Linked DNA regions of Danio rerio: region 1 is linked to region 2. A link is a contact called in public Hi-C data. All regions are on one chromosome and are shown on one strand. The core of a region is the stretch at or near the end of the contact, and the rest is flanking DNA. Distances in the headings are between cores, read along the strand shown. Region 1 holds the start of cdca5 (cell division cycle associated 5). Region 2 holds the start of stip1 (stress-induced phosphoprotein 1).

What was found. Hi-C and Micro-C count contacts between places; a contact is called where the count stands out from the background.
Region 1: a Hi-C map of hematopoietic stem cells shows a contact between it and region 2, with 6 times the contacts expected there. The contact joins the promoter of cdca5 here to the promoter of stip1 in region 2. A contact is called at or near these places in 7 of 18 Hi-C or Micro-C datasets (caudal fin, embryo, fibroblasts and 2 more) and 2 of 4 datasets of contacts at active chromatin or transcription factors (caudal fin and embryo).

The regions. Positions count from the first base shown.
Region 1 is chr5:73,186,771-73,192,580 of GRCz12tu, forward strand. cdca5 (cell division cycle associated 5) reads right to left here and starts at 1,510. Exons shown (of 5, transcript NM_001100947.1): 1 at 1,159-1,510; 2 at 879-958; 3 at 360-422. The coding sequence starts at 1,213.
Region 2 is chr5:72,820,610-72,827,211 of GRCz12tu, forward strand. stip1 (stress-induced phosphoprotein 1) reads right to left here and starts at 3,833. Exons shown (of 14, transcript NM_001007766.2): 1 at 3,788-3,833; 2 at 820-1,029; 3 at 1-71. The coding sequence starts at 3,796.

The DNA.
Region 1 (5,810 bases), core at 260-2,759, 360 kb after region 2:
AAAATAAGACAGTAGACAACACCACACACAGAGACACATGAGTTTGTGTTAAAGGGATAGTTCATTACTTCATCATTTAATATCCCTCAAATGGTTTCACACCCATTTAAGTTTCTTTCTTCTGTTGAACACAAAAGAAGATATTTTGAAGAATGCTGATTGCTGGGACTGATCGACTTCCATAGTAGGAGAATAAAATTATGGAAGTCAATAGGTGGAATCAACCAGCATTCTTCCGTCAACCTTTCACAAAATGAATACGTGAAGGCTGAGTAAACGATAGAAGAATTTTCATTTTTGGGTGAACTGTCCCTTTAAGGTCTTAATCAATAACATGAGCATTAAATTGGTTAAATTACCTGGGTTTTCCTGGGTGCAATTTTCCGCACAGTGATCGACCGCTTCATGGCCACTGGAGGAGGCTTTAATGAAAGTAATATTATTATTATATTGTACATCAATTAACCTGGGTTTTACTTTTGTATGATGTATTAAAAGTCCAGTAGGTGATCTTTCACAATGCTAACAGCTTAGCATAAATCTCTGAATGACAGTCCCTCCCCTGCCGTCTAGAGCCATGCCTCCTTAAACACAAGCACAGCAAAAGAACCGTCTCTCATGTGTTAAAAGCGACTAGTGCTTGTCCGGCGGCGTGCAAGCCAAACTGACATGCTATTTTAGATTATTTAGTAACGTTACAACAGATTTAACAGAGAGCAAAATTAACAAGGTAGCAACTAATTTAAATGCTTGATGTGCAAAACAACCTCACTGTCAACTCACAACAACCAGTTTTTATTTTAACATCTATTTTAACACATATAGACGTGAACACCTGATGTATCAATGTTTCATTAATGAATTTCTAGTAAACTCACCACCACTTTAGATGGCAGATTCTCATCATTTGCAGACAATCTGCTGGACCTCCTTCGTGCTGGACTCTTTCCATTTGACTCTATGTAAAAATTTACAAATTAAAATTAAAACAAATAAAGGATAATGAACCATTTGTGTATAGAAAACACAGTAAACGGATCACACTAGCATTATAAAGCGTTCATTCACATTCATTATTAACTTTATACTAGAATACGGTAACTGCAGATTACACTCTGTAACAAACAAAAGTGTTATGTTCACATTAATAACACTCACTTATGATTTGATCGCTGCTTTTCCTCGATGTTAATCGTGGTGTTTTGGTGCTCATCTTGCAAAACGTCACCGATCCACAATACAAAACAGACAGCTGCTAGCTAGTGAGCTAACACAATAAACACGCATGAAATTTACAACGCGACGATCGCAGCACGTATGCAATCAGAACTGTGACTTTGCTTCGTTTACGCTTTGTTATAAGGATTAATAACCAACAAACAGCTAAAATTCAGTGTCTTTAGGTAAACATCAATCGACTCTACTTTTTAAATTCGCCCGCCTTCACATTGTAGCAACAAACATGGCGGACGCGGGGTGGAGCTAACGCAACATCCGGTGAGTTAAACTTGGTATCCTCTGGAGGACGCTATACATATAATATATAACATTACTTTTCAAAATAATAAAGGAAACACTTGGAGTTACATTATGTTGTTTAAGTGTTCCCTTTATTTTTAAACAGTGTAAAATAACACAATTATATAATAAGTAGTGCTTGACTATACATTGCTATATTTTGAAAGTAATAGGCGAGTTCACTCGGTTATGTACCTTTATGATAACGTTGTTGTGTTTTCAAACATATGTGGGTAATTCTTAAACCACGGGTACTTTTGTCCTTTCATCATATATCCAAAAATATTTATAATTTTGTTCAAATTTCTCTTTCTTTGTCAAACTAACAATAAAACCTACAGAAAAATATTGACTACCTTTCTATCATATATTTTTCATTTTATTCAACCTCCTTTTAGATGTCAAAAAAACTTCAACAATGAATATAACATTTTAAAAGATTATTTATCTGGTGTCTATTAATGTATCTTAATGAAGCACTAGTGAAATAAGTTAAATATTTAATGGTTATTAATGTGAGACTATTATCAATATTATTTTGTGAACAAAACATAGCTGTGTCACAGTATCAGTGTCATTTCCAGCTCAACACTGTAATGTCGCTTTACAAAGTTTGTTTGAGATTATTTAGGTGGTTTCTCTGAAAATTAATAGTGACATCTGAGAACATCTTCAAAATGGCGGGAATTTACATTTTCATCAACAATAATTGAAAAATATTCAAGGTAAAAATTGCTTGATAAGGAAATACATTTATTCTGTGTCATTTCCGAACATGTTTTACCTTCAAAGATGTTTTTTAAAAACCAAACTAAATAAGAGTGTTTTGTAGACATGAAAGGCTAGTCTCAATTCAAAGCGAATCGGTGAAGCTATATCTTTCATTTTTTTCACAATAAACTGTAGACATGTCATTTCCACCACTGTCATTTCCATCACCACACACATTTAAAAAAATATTTAAAAAGTTCTCATCACACATTAAAAGTGTATTCACAAAGTATGAGTTCCTGCTCTATTTAATTTACAAATTCAGTTTATTTATTTTCTAATAAGCTCTTAACCGAATTAATATAAAATTTTAGAGTGTGACAGGTGTACAGCTCAGCATACAACTAATTTATTTCATTGACAAATGTATAATTAATATTATATAGCTATATATTGTGGAAAGATTGGTTAAACTAGATACAAAAATTATCTTAGACAATGTTTGACGGCCATCATTTATTTCATTTTTAAAAAAGCTGTATATAATGAGATGTGGTGGAATTGACATTTGTTCAGTTCACGATGGAAACATGTTTCTCTTTTTATCCAAGTTTGTCCTCCTACAGTTCTTAAAACTAGACAAACTGTTTAAACTTATGAGGTTATGTCACAATAATTTTGAACACGTTTTTTTTACTCAACTTCACAAGGCTAAAAGTGCCCGTAGTTGAAGAATAGAATGGCCCATGTACACAGTTTCCTGTTTAAAAAGTCTTCATTCATTCATTCATTCATTCATTTTCTTGTCGGTTTAGTCCCTTTATTAATCCGGGGTCGCCACAGCGAAATGAACCCAATTCACCTGTTACCGCATGTCTTTGGACTGTGGGGGAAACCGGAGCACCCGGAGGAAACCCATGCGAAGGGAGGGAGAACATGCAAACTCCACACAGAAACGCCAACTGAGCCGAGTTTCGAACAAGCGACCTTCTTGCTGTGAGGCGACAGCACTACCTACTGCGCCTCACCCCTTAAAAAGTCTTTTCGCACACAAAAAAAATAAATCTATTTGATCATAAACTGGCCTCAAGTACAAACATTGGAAACTATTACAATGTAAACGAACTCCTAATTGAATACATACTATTTTAATAAACAATATGATCAATAATGAAATCATTGTAATATCTCATTTAAGCAGAAAACTGTATCAGTGCATCAAAAGTAGTAGTCTTTTAAACAAATCATCCTGAAATGTGTAGGCCTATATCTTGGTTTCCACAAAAATATACAGCACCAATTGTAATGGTATTATAGTAACTGTAATTAATAACTGTGGACAAAAAGCATTACAATTAGATTTTGTGTTTCAATCAGGGGACAAAAAAGTAAAAATCATATCTGAAACACTACACGCTGGCGACACCTGCTGGTCGAACCTGTGTAAGAACAATAACAACAGCCCATATTTATTGAGATCCTGATTGAGACACGCATCACAAACAAATTACATATATATACGTCAATAATCAAACAACTGATTTGTTATTATACATAATATGTATGTAAAACAAACAATTTTACAAGAAAACGTTCACCAAGTGTATCTTAGATCATTGGATATTGTGGGGCTGTCTTGACTGACGCGTCTCTTAGGGTGCTTTCACACCTACACTTTTGTTTCGGAACGTGTCTCGTTTGCCCAGTTAGCGCGATTCGATTGGCATATGTGAACAGGTCAATCGCGCTCTGTCCCGCGCCAAAGTAATCGCTCCGAGATCGCTTGAATGAGGTGGTCTCGGCTCGATTGAAACGAACCCTGGAGCGGTTCGATTGTAGTGAGAAAGCGATCCGAGCGCGGTTATATCACAGTGTTTTATGGATATGTAATAGGCTTACGGCTATATGAAGAGAGAATTATGAGTAGGGCGGGAAGTTTCGCGAGTCTCCGGATGCCCGCAAACGAGTGGTGATCTCCCGGTAATCTCACGTCTCCCTCCCGGTCCTCAAATAGGCATCGTCGCGCACCCTTCTCACCCCTCCCCACCGCATCTCTCCTCAGACACGTCACGCGCGTACCCTGTCAATCACCACCAAACCACCATCTCTCCTGACAGCTGAGCGGGACGCTGCAAAATAAACCCTGAAACTCTGACCAATGTAAGGAGAGTTTACTCGCACGTGACTTGTTTTAGCTCTTTTGGTCCGATTAGAAACTTTGCAGTGTGAAAGCGAACCGCTCCAAGAGCAAAGAGCAACAATGTAACAATTGTAATCTGTTTCGGAACAACTGAATCGATTCACAGGTGTGAAAGCACCCTTAGTATCGCACGGAGGTCGGGGACAGTACCTCTGGACTGGGCAACTGGGGTGGTGGTTCCCATTTTTAAGAAAGGGGACCGGAGGGCGTGCTCCAACTATAGGGGGATCACATTCCTCAGCCTCCCTGGGAAAGTCTATGCCAGGGTACAGGAGAAGAGGATCCGGCTGATGTTGAACCTAGGATTCAGGAGGAACAATGCGTTTTTTTCGTCCGGGCCGTGGCACACTGGACTAGCTCTATACTCTCACCAGGGTGCTCGAGGATTCATGGGATTATGCCCAACAAGTCCACTTGTGTTTTTGTGGACTTGGAGAAGGCATTCGATCGTGTCCCTTGTGGCATTCTGTGGAGGGTACTGTGGGAATTTGGGGTCGGAGGCGCTTTGTTAAGGGCCGTCTCGTCGCTGTATGAACAGTTTGCTTCGCATTGCCAGCAAAAAGTCAGACTTGTTTCCAGTGCATGTTTGGCTCCGGCAGGGCTGCCCTTTGTCACCAATTCTGTTCATAACTTTTATGAACAGAATTTCAAGGTGCAGCCTTGGGCTGGAGGCGGTCTGGTTCGGGGACCACAAGATTTCATCTCTGGTATAAGCAGATGATGTCGTTCTTTTGGCTTCTTCGAACATGGACCTTCAGCATACTCTGGGGCGGTTTGCTGCCGAGTGTGACGCAGCTAGGATGAGTATCAGCATCTCCAATTCCGAGGCCATGATGCTCCACCGGAAAAAAAGGTCGTTTCCCATCTCCATCACCTGGGAGAAGCTCAGAGTAGAGCCGCTGCTCCTCCACATTAAGAGAAGTCAGCTGAGGTGGGTCAGGCATCTGTTTCGGATGCCTCCAGGACGCCTACCTAGGGAGGTGTTCCAGGCATGGAACACCGGGAGGAGGCCTCGGGGAATACCCAGGACATGCGGGAGGGACAATGTCTCTAGGCTGGCCTGGGAACACCTCGGGATCCCCCCGGAAGAGCTGGAGGAAGTGTCTGGGGAGAGGGAAGTCAAGGGTTCTCTCATAAGACTGCTGCCCCCGCAACCCAGCCCCTGGATAAGTGCATGAAAATGATGATGATGAACGTACAATTGTTTGCCACTCAAGCTTTGGAGACTACTTAACATCACTCACTATTGTTCCATTACATAGGCTTGTTTGTTGTTAAAAAATCTAAGATGGAACTTGTAAAGCAACAATCCTCATCGCTTACTCGTATTAAATTTGTTCTAAGCTTTTTTTTGCTTTCCTTTGTTGAGCTCTAAAATAAG
Region 2 (6,602 bases), core at 2,583-5,082:
TCCTGATAGGTTGCTTTGGCATCTTCTAGTCGCCCAAGAAACTCTAAAGCAGCAGCTTTTCTTGAGTAACCCTTAAAGGAATAATGAAGATTATGGCTCAGGAAACAAAGATAGCTGTTTTGTCTATTCTTGCAATATATATATATATATAAGGAAATAGCAGATTAGCACTGGGGGACTTGAACATTAAAAAGAGTAAGAAGGGGCTCCTATAAGACTTTTAATGCAGACCCGGAGAGTGAATAAACAAAATTCAAGAACTCATGCTTTTTTTGGTTGTTGTTTGTTTACTTTATGAATCACAATAATGTTTTGTTATTTTGAATACACACAGAAGTCTTACTGCTGTTATCCCAAAATACAAATCAACCCCAGTTAAAGTGTCACATAAACAGATGCTATAAATCCAGAAATTTCTAAATGTGTCAGGCATAGTTGATATCTGCTATCATTCACCATCTGATGTGATACGTTGTATTAACTCTAATCTGTAGGCTAGAACTTTAATCTTCATTTGGAACCCCTTCTTTCATTCCGATTATGTCCTTCAAATTTATTTGATTTTCCTGTCTGGATTCAACACATATTTTCCAGAAAATATTAATTTTCCCATAGTCCTTGTCCTTACATTTTCTTGTTTACAATTTTTTTTTCTTTTTTTAATAATAGCTAGTAAGCTCCATTTAAAAAAAAGAAATTGACAATGGAAGGGCATAAGTCTTTGCCAAGTGTCAATTTGACCACATTTTGGAAATCAGCTGACTGTAACAGAGGAGATATCAGGAAAAGAGAGACAATAGCAGCAATTACAAACCCCACCTTGCCCCAGTCTGGCTTGATCTTTATAGTTTGGCAGGCATCTTTCAGGGCATTGTCGTAATCACCCTTCTTGGCATAAGCTGCAGATCGGTTACTGAAGAGGACATGATTGGAGGGGTCTAAGGTCAGAGCCTCTGTGTAGCACCGAATCGCCTCTTCAAGGTTTCCTGCGCTCAGCGCCTTGTTTCCTTGATCCTTCAGTTGCGATACCTATGGAGAAAGAGAGATTCAAAAACACACACATTTCATTTTTGTCAAGAGAAAACTGGAAGTTGCTGAGACTAGGCCAATAATCAACTTGTGGACTTAAAACACAAACAGTGCATCCGGAAAGTATTCATAGCGCTTCACTTTTTCCACATTATTTATGTTATAGTCTTATTCGAAAATGGACTAAATTCATTTATTTTCTTATAATTCTACACAAAATAGCCTATAACAACAATGTGAAAAAAAAGCTTTTGGAAAATGTTGCAAAATTATTAAAAATAAAAAAACCTGAAAAAAAAAAATCACATGTACACAAGTATTCACAGCCTTTACTGTCAAGCTCTAAAATCCACTGATCATTCTTGATGTTTAGGCAGTGGTCAATTCAGTTTATTGGACATGATTTGAAAAGGCATACACCCGTCTATACAAGGTCCCAGTGTTGACAGTGCATGTCAAAGCACAAACCAAGCATGAAGACAAAGGTATTGTCTGTCCGAGACAGGATTGCCGAGGCACAAGGCTGGGGAAGGTTACAGAAAAATTTCTGCTGCTCTGCAAGTTCCAATGAGCACAGCGGGCTATATCATCTGTAAGTGGAAGATGTTTAGAACCACCAGGACTAGAGCTGGCCGGCCATTTAAGCTAAGTGATCAGAGGAGAAGAAGAGGTGATCGATAACCGGATGGTCACTCAGTCTGAGCTCCAGCATTTTTTTTTTGTGGAGAGAGGAGAACCCTACAGAAGGACAACTATCTGTGCAGCACTTTAATGTAATATAGTTTGGTATATTATTTACCTTCAGCTAGGCATGGGCCGATATAAGATTCTGGCAGTATAATAACCTTGGATAAAAATATCACCTTTTCACGATATTTTGATTACTGCTCTAAAATATATTCTTTTTAAATGTCTGGATAAAAAAAGGAAAAACTTTTTTCTCTTTTGAACACTATATATTCTATTTTGAGAATCTTTTAAAATATTTTGGAACAGTAAACGTGTCAGGCTTAACAAATCATTGACTTCTGCTGTCTTCATTTGTTTCAAAAACAGATTTTTTTTTACAATTTAAAATTTCGGCTGGAGATACTGCACTCAGACATATAGCTACACGAGCTGTCACTGGGGTGGTACCTTTGGTACCTCAAAAGTTTATTTATTTATTTATTTATATATTTATTTATATATATATATATATATATATATATATATATATATATATATATATATATATATAAATAAAAGTACCTAAATATTTTAAGAGGAACACTTTTGTACTTTTAAGGTACTAATATGTACCCTTGAAGTATTAATATGAACCTTTTAGGTACTAATTAAAAAAGGTACTACACCAGTGACAGCTCGCATACCTTTTTTCTTAGAATGTGTCGTCCTAAAAAAAAACAAAAAATAATTAAGTAAAAAAATCTTACACATAACTTATGAACGGTATTGAAGAACATGTTGACGGTTTTAAAACCTTAGCTTTTACAAACATGGTATACCTTGAAAATGGTAATCGTCCCATGCATACCTTCGGCCCACAGCTCTTAATGATATTTGGTTTTTGGCCCTTCATACGAAAAAGTTTGGGCACCTCTGCTCTAGAGACTTCATTTTTTAAAATCTTGTAAAAAGGGCCGTAATAAGTGCTCTTTAACTACTAGATCATTTATTTGTTTTTCCTTTTAGGTGATTAAGCTTTGTTTGACTGACAACTGGTGTTAAACAGGATTTCTTGAAAATAGTGAACTGCTGGAATAGAAAGCAGCATCTGCTGTGGAGACCAGAAATAATCGTCACTGACAGCTGATGTCCCATAGAGTCACAGCTTGCATTCAAACACATGCACTTTTAAGAAACACACATTACTGCTTATGAAATCAAAGCTCAATAGATGTTGTTAAATGACTTAATAACGATCCATGATAACTGTAAAATCACACTGAAAAGAAAAATGTGAAAACATACAGTATAAAGAGGACGTTTGCGTACTATCCTAAGCTATAAATGTACAATAAACCTTTTAATGCAGTTGCACATAATATTAACTGAATAGACCATTTCAATGTGGTCATGTCATTGGCCCATGAACATTTCCTGCTTGTTATCAAACTATTTCATAACTCTAACTAGAGATAATTCAATCATAACTTCATGTTAAAACAGATATCATAACATAATTTATCAGTATGTGGCTCTTTTTTGGATACTCAAAAGCTATAGTAATTAAAACATGCAAAACAGGAAATACGTCGGAACCATTGTTTTCGTTTACATCCCTCAAAATGGTCTAAAGAAAAAAGATAACAAATGCATCAGCTTAGTTTTGAACAGCAAGACTGGCTTGAATGAAATGATGTTCAGCCATTCACACACACACACAGAAGTCTCTAGACCTGACATGAGCTTATGCTAACTTGCTAACTGATGGGAGGTGACCGAGCAGTCGTATAAACACTTAATTCACAAACATCAACATCTGTACAAATAATGCTCACCATCTTCAAGATAACTGTTGCAGAAGAATCGTTCGCACAGATTGCAGGTTAAAGCACAGCGTGTCAGACTCAAATGCTAACGCGTTGTTAGCAAACTAGCTCTTACTATCATTGATACGGTTTAAAACGAGCTACAATGCGTCTGCCTATAAAACGAGCAAATATGAAACACTCTTTGAATAGGTTTCATAGGTAATGCACGAAAACTATTTTTCAGAATGTTTAAAATAAGCTGTTCAATACAAGTTACTTACTTTCTCCATAGCGTGGGGATGATGTTCCAGAATCTACCAAGACACTAGCGAAGCCCCGCCTCTCTGCCTATTATCAATGTTGCAGAGAGATGGGTTGCCAGTTGTTGAATTATTACCTCATGAAAAGTAAAGTTTTTGACTAGTGAAGTTTGACGTTCTGAAATAATTTAAACAGATTAACATTCTTACAAACACGTCCTTACCCTGTTTATAATTAAACTAAGTAATTAATCACTAATACAATATAATATCTTTAATAATGAATCAAACTGTGAATCAAAGTCTCCAGAAAATTCTAGAAAATGAAATTTTGAATCGATGCGTTGCGCATGGCAACCCGGCTAAAAGTGACATACGAGTGGAAGGACTGAAAAGTGTTACGTTACATTTGTCAACAGAAGAAGCAGCGCTCTCGTCACTGATTGGATCAGCCGTTTATTATTGGTGAAACGAGAGCTAAAGTTGTTGAGAAAAGTAATGCTGAATGTTCCAGAGCTTTGCAAGAATTCTTAGCGCTACAAACTTTCCAGGACCTGTAAAGAGAGCTTATATTTTGTCACGTTATGATAGGAAAATTATTTATGATATTATTAAAAAAATCCTTTCATATCCTGTTAATCCTAAATGTAAAGAAGTGCACTTTAAAATTATGAATCACATTTATCCTGCAAAAGAATTTCTACGGTTAAAATTTAATATTGGTGACTCAAATTTACGCCAGTTTTGTAATGTAGATACAGAAACAACAGAATGTTTTTCCAATGTGATGAGGTTAAAAGATTTTGGGATGAAGTTTTAGTTTGGATAAAACAGAAAATATCTATGAGATTGTCTTCTCATGGGAAATTATTAAAGTTGGCCTAATACTTAAGTATAAAGAGATATCTTATATAATAAATAATTTGATGTTATTATTAAAATTCCATATTCATACATGCATTTTTTTATTCCCCCAAGACTAGTGGTGTTTAAAGAAGAATTTGTTATGTATTTAAAGACATTAAGAGAGATGAAAAGCCAAAAAGCAAGATATTTATATTCATCATTGGATGATTTTGGTTTCATATTTTAAGAACTTTAACTCCCCTGCTACTTAATTTTCTTTAGCATTTTTTTGTTTGTTAATTTTTGTTATTTTATTTATTTATATATGTCGTATCATTAAAGAGGATGGAAAGATTGTGAATGTATGCAATTTGATTGTTATCTCAGTCTTTTATGTAACTCTAAAAAGTATTAATGCCTTTCTGTTACTGTTCAAGCATTGTTAATAAAAAAAATAAAATTAAAATTCTGTGCGCTGCTAAATGACAGGTTATTTTTCCAATAACCTGATTTACAAGCAGTTTTATAAAGGAAAAACATTTTTTAAAGTTTGTAAATGTTTGACGTTTACATACACCATTTCTTTCCAATATTTTCTGTATGTATTCCTGTAAAATCACGAGAGTTTGCCAGTGATGGACAATTTCCAGTGGAGCTATTGCAATTTAAAAAAAAAAAACTCTCTTGATTCTGTACTCCTGTTCACTTCTTTGATTAATGCTTGTGAAACAGTGATAGGAAAAAATTGTTTCATGCTTTCTCTCAGAAATAGATTCGGCATCTTTATTCCTCATGTCAAATTTGACTGGAATAATTTATTTCATGATATTCTTAAGGAGATTGTGTGGTCTTTACCCAAAAAATTTTAATCAAAAATAAGGTTAAAAAGGTTTCCTTCCTCTCCCGCAGTCTCATTTCTTTCGCTATCTGCGAATTAGGAACTATGTAAAGGAAAACAATTTATAAATAAACCAGAAAGTCATATTATTCAGAATCTTCTATCCTAGACATCTGATATCAAGCTTTGTTTGTGTTTTTGAAGCTTCAATATGCACTATGCGCAGGCCTTTGATAATGTCTGTGCGGGCCCCCGAAATTTATGGGCCCTTAGAATCGTCCTCACTCCCCCCTTCCCACATTACATGTTTAGTATTATTATTAATAATAATAATAACGACAGTAATAATAATATCTGGCTTCAAGGACTGTTTTAAAATTGTAAAACTTAAAAAATTATGACTATCTGGTGTTCAGGATAATAACAATACTACTACTACTACTACTACTACTAATAATAATAATAATAATTATTATTATTATTATTATTATAAGTATTATTATTATTATCATTATCATTATTATTATCAGCATTATTGTTATTATTAAAACAACAACAATAAAAATACTAGTAATTGTTATTATTATTATTATTACCAATTATGAATGTACATCTAATGCTCATCTAAATACCTGTTTATGGAAAAAATGTTCCCCAGATGGCCTGTACACGTGGCCGGTATGACTGAGATTTGTCTGGACAGACTAAGCGTGGCATATTGTGTTGCCCAATCCAAAATCCTATTCGGGCAGCAGTACAAATGTGATTGTGTAAGGCAATTATAATATGCAAAGGAGAACATTACGGCTACAGAAACATGTTTACATTAGAAAATATGATTATTAAAGGTGATCAATTTAAATTTGATTTGATGTAAGAATTTACTTGAGTAAAGGTGTAACATTTCCACTTACATTTTTTACATCAGTTTTAAGTTTGCAAAAGGGTAAATGACAGATGTCAATGCACTGCTTGAGCACACCAATAAAATATAATGCAAATGCAAGACTTAACAAGGAATAGAAGAATCACAGGGGCTTATATAAGGCTTCTAAAACACAAGTGAGAATAATCAGAACAAATATAGTACATATATGAACTTCAATGTCGTGTACACTCATCGGCCACTTTATTAGGTACACCTGTCCAACT